3 separate regions of the Mus musculus genome follow, and all the other regions are linked to region 2. The links are chromatin contacts, called in public HiChIP or PLAC-seq maps. All regions are on one chromosome and are shown on one strand. Each heading gives the region's core, a stretch centred on a gene start, on an enhancer-like site or on the middle of the called end of the contact. The rest is flanking DNA. Distances are from core to core; before and after follow the strand shown. Region 1 overlaps Neo1 (neogenin). Region 2 has its middle 46 kb from the start of Gm33053. Region 3 overlaps Neo1 (neogenin).

Region 1 (3,205 bases), core at 384-2,883, 210 kb after region 2:
GAAGAAACTCAAGATACAGTATTCCAGGGATTAGAGAGAGGCAGAACGGGGTTAATATTGTATATGGAGTATTAGACAATTGTTCTCATAGAAAGGTAGTTCTCAGGGTAGAGTCTAAGTGACCAATATAAACAAATCATGGTAGGAAAGTCACGTTTCCCCAGTTTTATTTGAAGATTTTTTTTTTTGACAGCAAATGGTTTTTAATCCAACGTGAATATATTATGGTGAATAATATTTCTATGAACTCTGTGGCTAAACCAGGAGACTTTGAAGAACAAGTACATGGTTGTTCTGCCTCTAGTTCTCTAGGCACTTAAATACTTATGAGTATGTCGAGGAAAATCTGAGAAATGCTGCTTTCTTGTGTCACTGCCTCAGAGAACGTCAAGACTTAAGGAGATTGCGATGTCAGCACTCTCCATCCTGGCCTCTCTATCTGGGGAGGCCAAATGTTCAGCAGTGTGTTTTTGGCTGAATTACTGAGTGTTACATGAGGAAACAGAAATAGGTAATAAAACAGAGAAGTCCTTCAGGTTGGATGTAGGTAGTTATCCATAATGTCTTTGTTTTTGCCAGCACCTGAGAAGTGTGGGCGGATTATGCCTAATTTATTACTTAGATTTCAGATTTCAATATTAAAGGGGAAAATGTCTAGAAATCTCAATAGTGCTGGGCTATGTAGAAAAACAAGGTATCGTAAGCATTAGGCATCCTTATTACATCTTTGAAAACAAACACACAAGATCACTATAGGGTTTTTTTTTTTAAACAAATGTCTTAGAATTGATAACATTTAAATTTGTTCGTATATGTTAATATAAAAAAGCAGATAGAATGAGGGATGTGGAAATGGTTTTGTAGAGGAACCCAAAGAATGAGTGCTAAAGCAGGAGGTGAGCAGCAACAAAGTATATGTCAGTGATTGGATAATACCTTCTCTTAGAAGACCGTAGTTCTGAGTGCAGGGACAAAGAAAGGGCTTGCTTACCATACTACAGCTCTTGGTGGTGTGATGGCTCACGCTTGGTGGTGTGATGGCTGGTGTGATGGCTGGTGTGATGGCTGGTGTGATGGCTGGTGTGATGGCTGGCTCACGCTTCCAGGACCATCAAGTACAGGAGTGGATTCTTCAGAGTTTCACTTTTCAAGACTTCATTTCTAGTTAGCACCAGCCTGGAAACAATAGTGAAATAAATAGTGGGTGGGGGAGGGGGGGGGGGCTTTTGGGATAGCATTGGAAATGTAAATGAAATAAATACCTAATTAAAAAAATAATGAAATAAATAAAAAAAAGCTTTAAGTGGCTGCTTTAATTGCATACCTGTAGATTTATATTCCTTGCTTTGTTCAGATATCTTTGTCTATTGATCTAGTTCATAATTCTCCAGATGAACTAAACTTTTTAACTTTAGAAAAATTTGAGAATATTGATTTTCAATTATTTCTGTTATAGGATTGTTGTTTTTTATGTAAATAGGCTTCTATCACCGTAGATTTATGAAAGTATTCATCATCTTTATTGTAAATGGAGTGATGGATGTTGGCTGATTTGCGCCCAGTACACACCCTGGGAGTTACTCAGTGGCATCTGTCCTTCCCTTTTCCTTCCTGTCTTTTTTTTTTTTTTTTAAATACAAACCCATCCCTATCCCCACCTCCTATTTCCTAGCCAGGTCACCATAGGAAACTTTCAGTTGGTGGCACCACCTCATGACTCGTCACCTCGTGACTCGTCGCCTCGTGACTCGTCACCTCATGACTCGTCACCTCGTGACTCGTCGCCTCGTGACTTGCTGCTTGAGTTAACATTTTGCCCTCTGTATTTTTCTTCCTGTTAGTAATCTCATCATGGCGCAGCTGTGGTGAAGTTGGTCTTAGATTGGTTGCAAACTTTAAAATACATAATTTCCATTAAGCGACCAGAATAGGGAGACAGCGATACACTGGAGGAAGTTGAATTGGTCATAAAAGTAATAACTCTTTGGGAATAGCTAGAAGTGCCAGAGATTGTGAAAATTTATTTGTACACGGTGGCATTTATGCATATAAAATAAGAGCAAAACAAACAAATTAAATTCTGATGATTTTTTTGTTAATCTTAGTCAGCTTGTAGCCATCACTATAACAGTGTTTGTGTGCTATTATGGGAAAAGCCTCATAGGAATTCTTTTCCTCATGCTGAAATGTATCGTTTTGTTTGTGTGTTTAATCCAGCTCTGGCAGGTTGGTCTTGCTAGCAGGAGGTTGCTTGGAGATCAGTGATGTCACTGAGGATGATGCTGGGACTTATTTTTGCATAGCTGATAATGGAAATAAGACAGTTGAAGCTCAGGCGGAGCTTACTGTGCAAGGTATGTAAATATTTACTGTGAAATTAAAAATGTTGTTTACTGTCCAGGTCTACTGATTAACAGTAATATGAGAAAGGCAGTACATCATAATCGTTAAAATGCAAACGTCTAGACCGTATCACTTGAATTCAAATTCTGAGTCTGCATTTCACAAATACAGCAATAGAAATTTTTCTTTTCATATATGTGTATGCAGTATGTGTGTATGCATGTTCACATGTGTTTGAGGAGCACATGTTGGGGAGTGCATGTCTAGTCCTGAGACTGATAGCAGAGTCTCTTAGTCAAATCTAGAGCTTGCTGGTGAGGTTACTCTTGCTACCCAGCTTTCTGTGGGGATTCTGTGTCTCTGCCTTCCAAGGCTGGAATTACAGATGAGCTGCCACGTGCACCTGACGTTTGTGTAGGTTCTGGGATCTAAACTCATCCTCTTCACTTCAGCAGTTAAAGCACTTTCTGAAATGAGTTTGTTAGAGAAAACTGTAGAGAAGTTTCACATAATTAAAATTTACCATCTTGCAGACCAACATGTTATTGACACAAGAATAGGAAATAAAAAAGAATGAAGTCCAACTATTAATTGCAGTACTGTGACCACAGTTGTCAGGATCAGAGCCTGACCCTAGCAGCACCAACAAGCGAGGATTAGCCACCTGTCTTCAACAGGCCAATTAAAGAGAAAAATAACAGTGAAAAGCAGAGAAAGAAGATTTACTCAGTGGCCATAATGCAAAGAACAAATAAAGAAGTCTAGTGACCTCCACCTCTCAAGTCCTGAATTATGTATGCCCCCAAACCCGGAAATTGTTGTTAGGAGCATCAAATTAAATACATCTCTCATACTTGTTAGC
Region 2 (3,402 bases), core at 184-2,683:
CAGTCAGGGAGAAGGTGTCCTCAGCCTGAATGTCCCTCCTCCAAGTCCATCAGGATGACGCCGGGCTAGCCTGCTCCACAGGGAGTCCCAGGTCTACCTGCTTTTCCATGCACGTGGTAAAAGGCATCTGATTCTGCCTTTGGTGTCTGGGAGGTAAAGAAAAATGGTCAAAGCTAGGAATGGCCATGTTCGCCTCTTACTGCTCCTATGACTTGAAAAACAGTCAGCCCTATCTCATTAATCAGATTGTATGAGCTCCGGGACTTAGGAAAAACTCCTCCCAAAGTTCCACAGTACTAAGACAAGGGAACAGGAGACCTGCTGCAACCATGACTGCACACCATTAATTCTTATGGACGATTGTGTTGGTAAGAACCAGGACAGTTCATTCAACAAATATTTTCTTTGTTTTTCAATTTTTCTTTTGGGGTGTGTGTGTGTGTGTGTGTGTGTGTGTGTGTGTGTTTGTGTGTGTGCAAGTGTGTGTGTGAAGCCTGAAATTGATGACAGATGTCTTTCTGGGTTGCCCTTTGTGGTGGTTTGAAAAGATTTGGCCCCCATAGACTCATGTGTTTGAATGTTTGGCCCATGAGGAGGAACACTATTAGAAGGTGTGGCTTTGTTGGATGAAGTGTGTCACTGTGGGGTGGACTTTGAGGTCTCTATGCTCAATCTCTGCCCACTGAATAATTCTAGACACTCCTACTGGCTGCCTGTGGAAGATAGTATTTTCCTGGCTGCCTTTGGACCAAGATGTACAACTCTTGGCTCCTCCAGCACCATGTCTGCCTGCACACTGCCTTGCTTCCTGCCAGGATGATAATGGACTGAACCTCTGCAGTTGTAAGCCAGCCCCAATTAAATGTTTTCTTTATAAGAGTTGCCTTAGTCATAGTGTCTCTTTGCAGCAATGGAAATTATGACACCCTTCACCCATCTCTTTGGATGCTGAGAAATGCCTTACCAAATACTATTTAGGATGGTACAGCCTTAAAGAAATTGTTGTGGCTTCTCTGAGTACCCAGAGGCCTTTGACAATGAGGAGAGGCTGCTGGGAGGGAGAAGATGGCTACCACTGAGACCAAGCAGCCACGAGGTTGTAGCTTCCCAGAATCAGGCAGAACTGCACAAACTCCAATGAATTAAGAGTGTAAATTGAGCAGATCGACTTGGCTTGTGCACTACAATAAAGATCTGCAAACACTCGGCTCCGTATTGAACCTGAGGCAGGGTGATTAATTCATTATTCACTTCCTCGGCTGGAAGTGAAAGTGTGTACACCCAGGGGCCAGCACCGATGAGCGTGGTCATAAATCACGCTATTTAGAAGTCTAGCGATGAGAAAATCAGCTGGCTGCAGGGGGGTGTTCTGTAGGCAGCAGCAGAGGCTACAGAGCCAAGACAGGCCAGTTCACTCTCTGGAAACATCCCAACTGGCCAAGCATTTGGCTTCCCAGCCAAGGCAGCCAGCCTCTCTGCTACCCGCCTTGGCGCTTCCTGGCCTTACCACAAGCAAACAAACTCTATTACACCCAGCAGAAGTGTGCTTGTGACCTGAGATGGCCTCTCTCAGTGGACAGAATCCCAGGAATAGTATTATAACCCCCAAAGGGCTGCTGTGGTCTACTGGAGAAAACTAGTCCTTACCCCTCTCCTGGAGTTGTTCTAGGTTTCAGGTCTTTTTGGCCAGGCTCAGGTGGCTCGGCATCCTTCAGTTAGGGTCCCTGGTTGTCACCAGGTGCCAATCCTGAGACACTGTCTTTACCCTATAAGCTCTGCTGCCTTCATACAAGAGTTTGTGGAAGATGTGAATTTTATTTACAATGTAACAATAACAAAGGGTCTCTTTGCACATACTGTCCAATTTAATCTTCACGACAGTGAGAGGAATTTTTATCTACAGTTATGGCAGAGGAAACCTGCTCCATAGAATGGCCTGCTAGAATGGAGCCTTCAGTTGGTCTGTCTGCAAAGCCTGCATTTCTAATGGTTGTGACAGACCATCTCCCTTATCCAGAACATTGTGGTATTTGCTCAAATGCTACAGACATATTTCAGGGCCTGCCAGACTTAGACTATCTTCCCTGGAGCCAGGGTGAGCCCCAAGAGACTGGCCAGAGCTTTGCTTGCTACCAAATTTAGCATGAAAAAATAAAAAAAATGAAGTAAAATAAATGACTAAAAGCATTAGCCACACTGTTTCGCTTTCTCCTCCGGAGCGGAATAGCTCTCCTTAAAAAGGACAAAGCACCCAGACTCCTCTCATCCCTCTTCCCATGACAGCCGCTATGGGCTGCTTGCAATCTGTCTGTAACTTTCTTTGCCTGACTTGGTGCCCAAAGAAATGCGGCTCTCTTAAAAGCAAGGAGCAAAGGAGCAAATAGAATTCCTTAACAAAAGGTCTCTAACCAAGGGACTAGTGAGTGATACTCATTCTCCTCTGTTACAGAAAAGAGCCTCGTGATTCAGCCTACCTGTCTCAAGAGCAGACATCATCTTCTAAGACCACCCCTTCTGCTAAGCAGGGAAAGGATGCTTGTGACCAGAGCTGGAGGTCTCAGCTTCAGGTGGGGCTTCTTCTGTATGCTTCCCTTAGTCGCAGTGAGTTTGTGTTGATCAGGACCCAAGTGAACTTCCCCAGGACAGCCAGTCTGGTTGTCCTCACATGTGGGTTGCATTGGCTAAGAAGGAGGACTGGGAAATGGGCTGTTGCTTACACAAAGTCTCATCCTGAAGAGAGGAGGGTGACCTGAATGGATCACCAGGTAGACTTCACATTAAGCAGGCAACAGATGAAGGTCACTAGAGAGATGGACGGGGGATTTCAGCAGCCATGTTTTCTGTCCACTTGCAGAATCTGTTTACTCAGAGTGCCCACAGCAGGGTGGGGTTGCTCCAAGTGAGCAGGGACATGGGCACAGGCTCCTGGGTGGTGCCTGCCAGTCTCCATGATTGGCAGAGGATGTAAGTGGAGGCTCTGAAGACAGAAAAACCTGGAGAAGATTGCATTTGGCTTAACATAAACATCCAGATATAAATATATATCCAGATATAAACATCCACAATGGTGAGAATTCAGGACATGGTGTCCGGGAGCAGCGAGTTGTAGCTTCCTGACTGTGTGTGAATCTGCCAACAGAACTTACCGAACTTTCTGAACAGGTACAACCCAAACACCTAAACCAAGGAGCCATAAAACTGCATTGTGCCAAAGAAATATGTGGAACTGAATTGCAAACCAGAGTGGAAATATGCTCATTTGGAGTGTGTGTGAGTGTGTGTGTGTGTGTATTTGTGTGTGAGTGTGTCTTTGTGTGTATGTGTGTATGTGTGTGTGTGAGTGTGTATGTGTCTGAGTGTCTATGTGTATGTGAGTGTGTGTGAGTGTGTGTGTGTGTATTT
Region 3 (3,369 bases), core at 671-3,170, 170 kb after region 2:
TGACTGTATTTATCCTGTGTTGCTTTGCATTAAGGTACAGTTGGTTATAATTTCCTCATTTCATTTTGCAAATCTCATCTTTTTTTTTTTTTTTTTCAACTTGCTAGTAGTACTAGAAGTCCTAAGTTAGAAGAGGGAAGATCTTAGGCTAGTTGGTTAACCTCTCTGTGTTTTCTTTCTCATGTGTAAAGCACTATGTGCCAGGGACTTATGAAGAGTGTTAACATAGCCAGCCAGGGTGGTAGTTTACATTGGTAATCCAAGCACTTGAGAAGCAGCGACAGAACAATTGCCACAAGTCTGAGGCCCGCCTGGTGTGTACATAGTGAGTTCTAGGCCACTCAGGGCTATGGAAGACATTATCCTTTTTTTTTTTTTTTTAATTTTTTTAAAGTGTGTGTTATATGTAATAAGTCATTTATTTGTGGTTATATTCCCAGTAAGTTACTAGCAAGAATTTGAAAACAGGCCAGAATTATAAAGTACTAAACTGTGTAGTATTTTCCTTCCTAGAGTTCCTTTGATCTCCAAAGTGCAGTAGCTCTTGTCCTATCTGTGTACTTAAAGCTGCTTCCCCTATTCTAAGGAGAAAGGAAAACAGAAGTGCTATGGTAGAGTGCCCTAACTGACTTGGTTTTAAGCTATTATTGCTACTGGTCATTTAGCGTGCTACCCTTTGCTCCAAAGAACAGAGGTTTTACAGTGAAGAGCTGGCATGCATTGTAAGCTGTTATGTCATACAGTAGACCTATGTTGGTCAACTTAGAAGTAAATATTAGGGCTCCCCCACCCCCACCCCAAGAGATCCTGGAGTTAAATTCTACAGGATAATTTCTATACATGCTTTTCTCCTGAAAAATAATACCAATATAGTTCTTGTTAATGAGTAAAATGGTCCAAGTTTACTCATAAATCTTTTAGGGCTTTTCAATGAGATATTGAAATGTAGGCATAGTAGAGGTGTAGATTTTAACAAATATATCAATGGTTTTATTTATTAATTTATTATTTATTATTTATTTTACATTTTACTAGTTAGAGAAAAATGTGTAGTTTAAATGTCTCCCTTTGTTTTGTGTTCTGTACATTTGTTGTAGAAATCATGTGGTTTTGATTTGGTATTGACGTGTGTGTGTGTGTGTGTGTGTGGTTCATGTGGTTTGGGCTGGCCTCTAGCTTTCTGTGTAGTAGAGGATGGTCTTAAATGCCTGCTCCTTCACCCCATCATCCTGAGATCATGGGTGTGCATCACCACACCCGTTTATATGGTACTGGGCTTAAACCTAGTGCTACCCACTTGTTAGGCAAGCACAGTATGAACTCAGCTACAGGCCTAGTTTCTCATGTGTATTTTTAATTTGTATTTTTCGTTCATATGTGAAATTAAACAACTGTTAGTGGAGATAATCTTTTCTATGAACTTTGTTGATGTTAAATAGTTTCCCTTCAGAAGTCAACTGTTAGTGTTGGAGCTACAAAGAGTGAATAAATTTCCTGAGAGGAAACGATAATAAAATATTCAGGAAGTCGTTAGGAAGCAAGAACTTTTGTTCTTGTTCATTCAGATAAGCAGTTGAGACTTTTTAGTATATCAATATAGTTTGTACTAGTGGAAGGAATGAAAGATTTGGCAGCTTCTAGTACTGTTGGGGACCTTGAACTGTGTAGAATAATGGAATATAGAATGCATAAATGTTAACAATTTCTTGTAGCTGTTTGAATTATTTCCTACCTCAACCCCTTTTGAGTATCTTTATCAGAGAAAAATGTGAGAACTATCTGAAATCAATATGTGACTAACTCAGGAGGGACCCTGGTCTTGGGGAGACCTGCAGGAGTTGATTGCCTTTCACCTCTGGCGTGTGAAGCAAGCCAGTAGTATGACTGAGTTTTCTTCCCATGCCTTGCTTTCTGGTCACTTCTTGGTTGTTTGTCTTAGTCATTAATTTCCCACTTTGCTATAGAATCTTTGGTCACTGTGACTAGCCTGTGTTTTTCCTTTTTGAATGGAATTATTACACGTGTTTTTAACAAGCTGAGTTTAGTTTGCATTTTCTTCTGTTTATGTCAGAAGCAGCTTTACCCTTGAGTGATAAGCTCTGGATCCCGTCACGTGGATGAGCCTCTTCTAGAACCTGTGAGAGGTCCCAACATTGCATTTGGTAGTTAGATATTGCACCTGTAAATTGTGCTAAATTGAGGATTTGATTCCCCCTTCTGAATTATGTATGGGGTCAAACCTTTCAAAACCCAAACCAGTTTGGACGATGGTAGAGGTTTAGTGTCCATTTCTAAATGAAGCTGAGGAAAGTTTAGTGAAGAATACTGTGAAGGAAGCGCTAATGAGGAAGCCGAGCAGTTGACTATAGAGCAGCAGCTCTGATCTCTTGGCTGTGACTCCTTTGGGGGGGTTGAACAGTCCTTTCAGAGAGGTCTCCTAAGGCCATCAGAAACACAGATATTTGCATTACTATTCATAACAGTAGCAAAATTATAGTTATGAAGTGCCAGTGAAAATAATTTTATGGTTGGGGGTTGCCACAACATGAGGAACTGTATTAGGAGGGTTGAGAACCACTGCTATAGAGTGTGGAGTGGCCAGGGATGCTTTCTCTGGCATCAGGGCCAAGGTAGTGAGTACGTTAAGGTGCTGTCTTTGGATTTAAAGATACATTTTCAAGTAGTGGTTTCAGTAGCATTTTGAATTAAATAAGGAATCCCAAGATAGTATATTTTACTCAGAAATTTAGTAATATAATTTCAGAATCGTTTTATTGAAAAAATTGAGTCATTGTGTTAATTAACAGATCGCTTAAGAGTTAGGAGTTTTATCAGTGAGCCTTTCTCTGAACACAGAGTAAAGATATAAGTCTCGGTTTCTCTGTCACAGCGTGTTAGCTTGGAAGATGATTCTTCTCTCTACTTCATTTTCTCATCCTCTGGCTCTTTCTGTCCCTTCTTTTTCATCCCTTGTTCTCTTCACTTTTGGATTCAAAACTCTCTTGTACTTCTGAGGATTTTGAATGACCACTGAAGATAACCACATTTTAAAATTGTATTTGCTCTGTTCTCCTTAAACATGACTGGGTGTTCTGCATGTCTGGAGACTCTTATTTACAGTTAAAGGAGAGTGCAGTATTTTTAGAGCCAGTTCTATCCAGCCTGCGGTTGGCTAACCAGCTAAGTTTCAAATACGCTTACAATTACTTAGCTTTTCCTAAAATTCCTTTCTGATTGGCCTGATAACATTTCTAGAAAGTTGTATGTATCTGCCACCTGGTGGTGAAATGGTATAGCAAATGTTAACTTTTAGAACTGTAATACTATTTAAGCTCTACTTAAGCTCTCTGGATATGTAGCATTTTCTTA

The links. HiChIP or PLAC-seq counts read pairs in DNA pulled down with a chosen protein or histone mark.
Region 1: a FOXA1 HiChIP or PLAC-seq map of pancreatic cancer cells shows a contact between it and region 2. The contact joins two enhancer-like sites. A contact is called at or near these places in 1 of 115 datasets of contacts at active chromatin or transcription factors (pancreatic cancer cells) and 1 of 9 other capture datasets (embryonic stem cells).
Region 3: a contact with region 2 is called in a FOXA1 HiChIP or PLAC-seq map of pancreatic cancer cells. The contact joins two enhancer-like sites. A contact is called at or near these places in 6 of 484 Hi-C or Micro-C datasets (the HL-1 cell line, brain, cerebral cortex and 3 more) and 2 of 115 datasets of contacts at active chromatin or transcription factors (embryonic stem cells and pancreatic cancer cells).

What each region holds. Positions count from the first base shown.
Region 1 is chr9:58,977,774-58,980,978 of GRCm38.p6, reverse strand. Neo1 (neogenin) reads left to right here. Exons shown (of 28, transcript NM_001042752.1): 5 at 2,218-2,354. Among named protein-coding and RNA genes, the nearest start is that of Neo1, 57 kb to the left of the region's middle. Within about 2 kb of position 1,633, at least 40 of the 459 cell types and tissues checked have an H3K27ac peak or open chromatin away from gene starts, as enhancers often do. A contact at or near this core is called in pancreatic cancer cells, where this site is marked.
Region 2 is chr9:59,187,307-59,190,708 of GRCm38.p6, reverse strand. No RefSeq gene overlaps it. Among named protein-coding and RNA genes, the nearest start is that of Gm33053, 46 kb to the left of the region's middle. Within about 2 kb of position 1,433, at least 80 of the 459 cell types and tissues checked have an H3K27ac peak or open chromatin away from gene starts, as enhancers often do. A contact at or near this core is called in pancreatic cancer cells, where this site is marked.
Region 3 is chr9:59,013,437-59,016,805 of GRCm38.p6, reverse strand. All of the region lies in intron 1 of Neo1 (neogenin), which reads left to right. Among named protein-coding and RNA genes, the nearest start is that of Neo1, 21 kb to the left of the region's middle. Within about 2 kb of position 1,920, at least 8 of the 459 cell types and tissues checked have an H3K27ac peak or open chromatin away from gene starts, as enhancers often do. A contact at or near this core is called in pancreatic cancer cells, where this site is marked.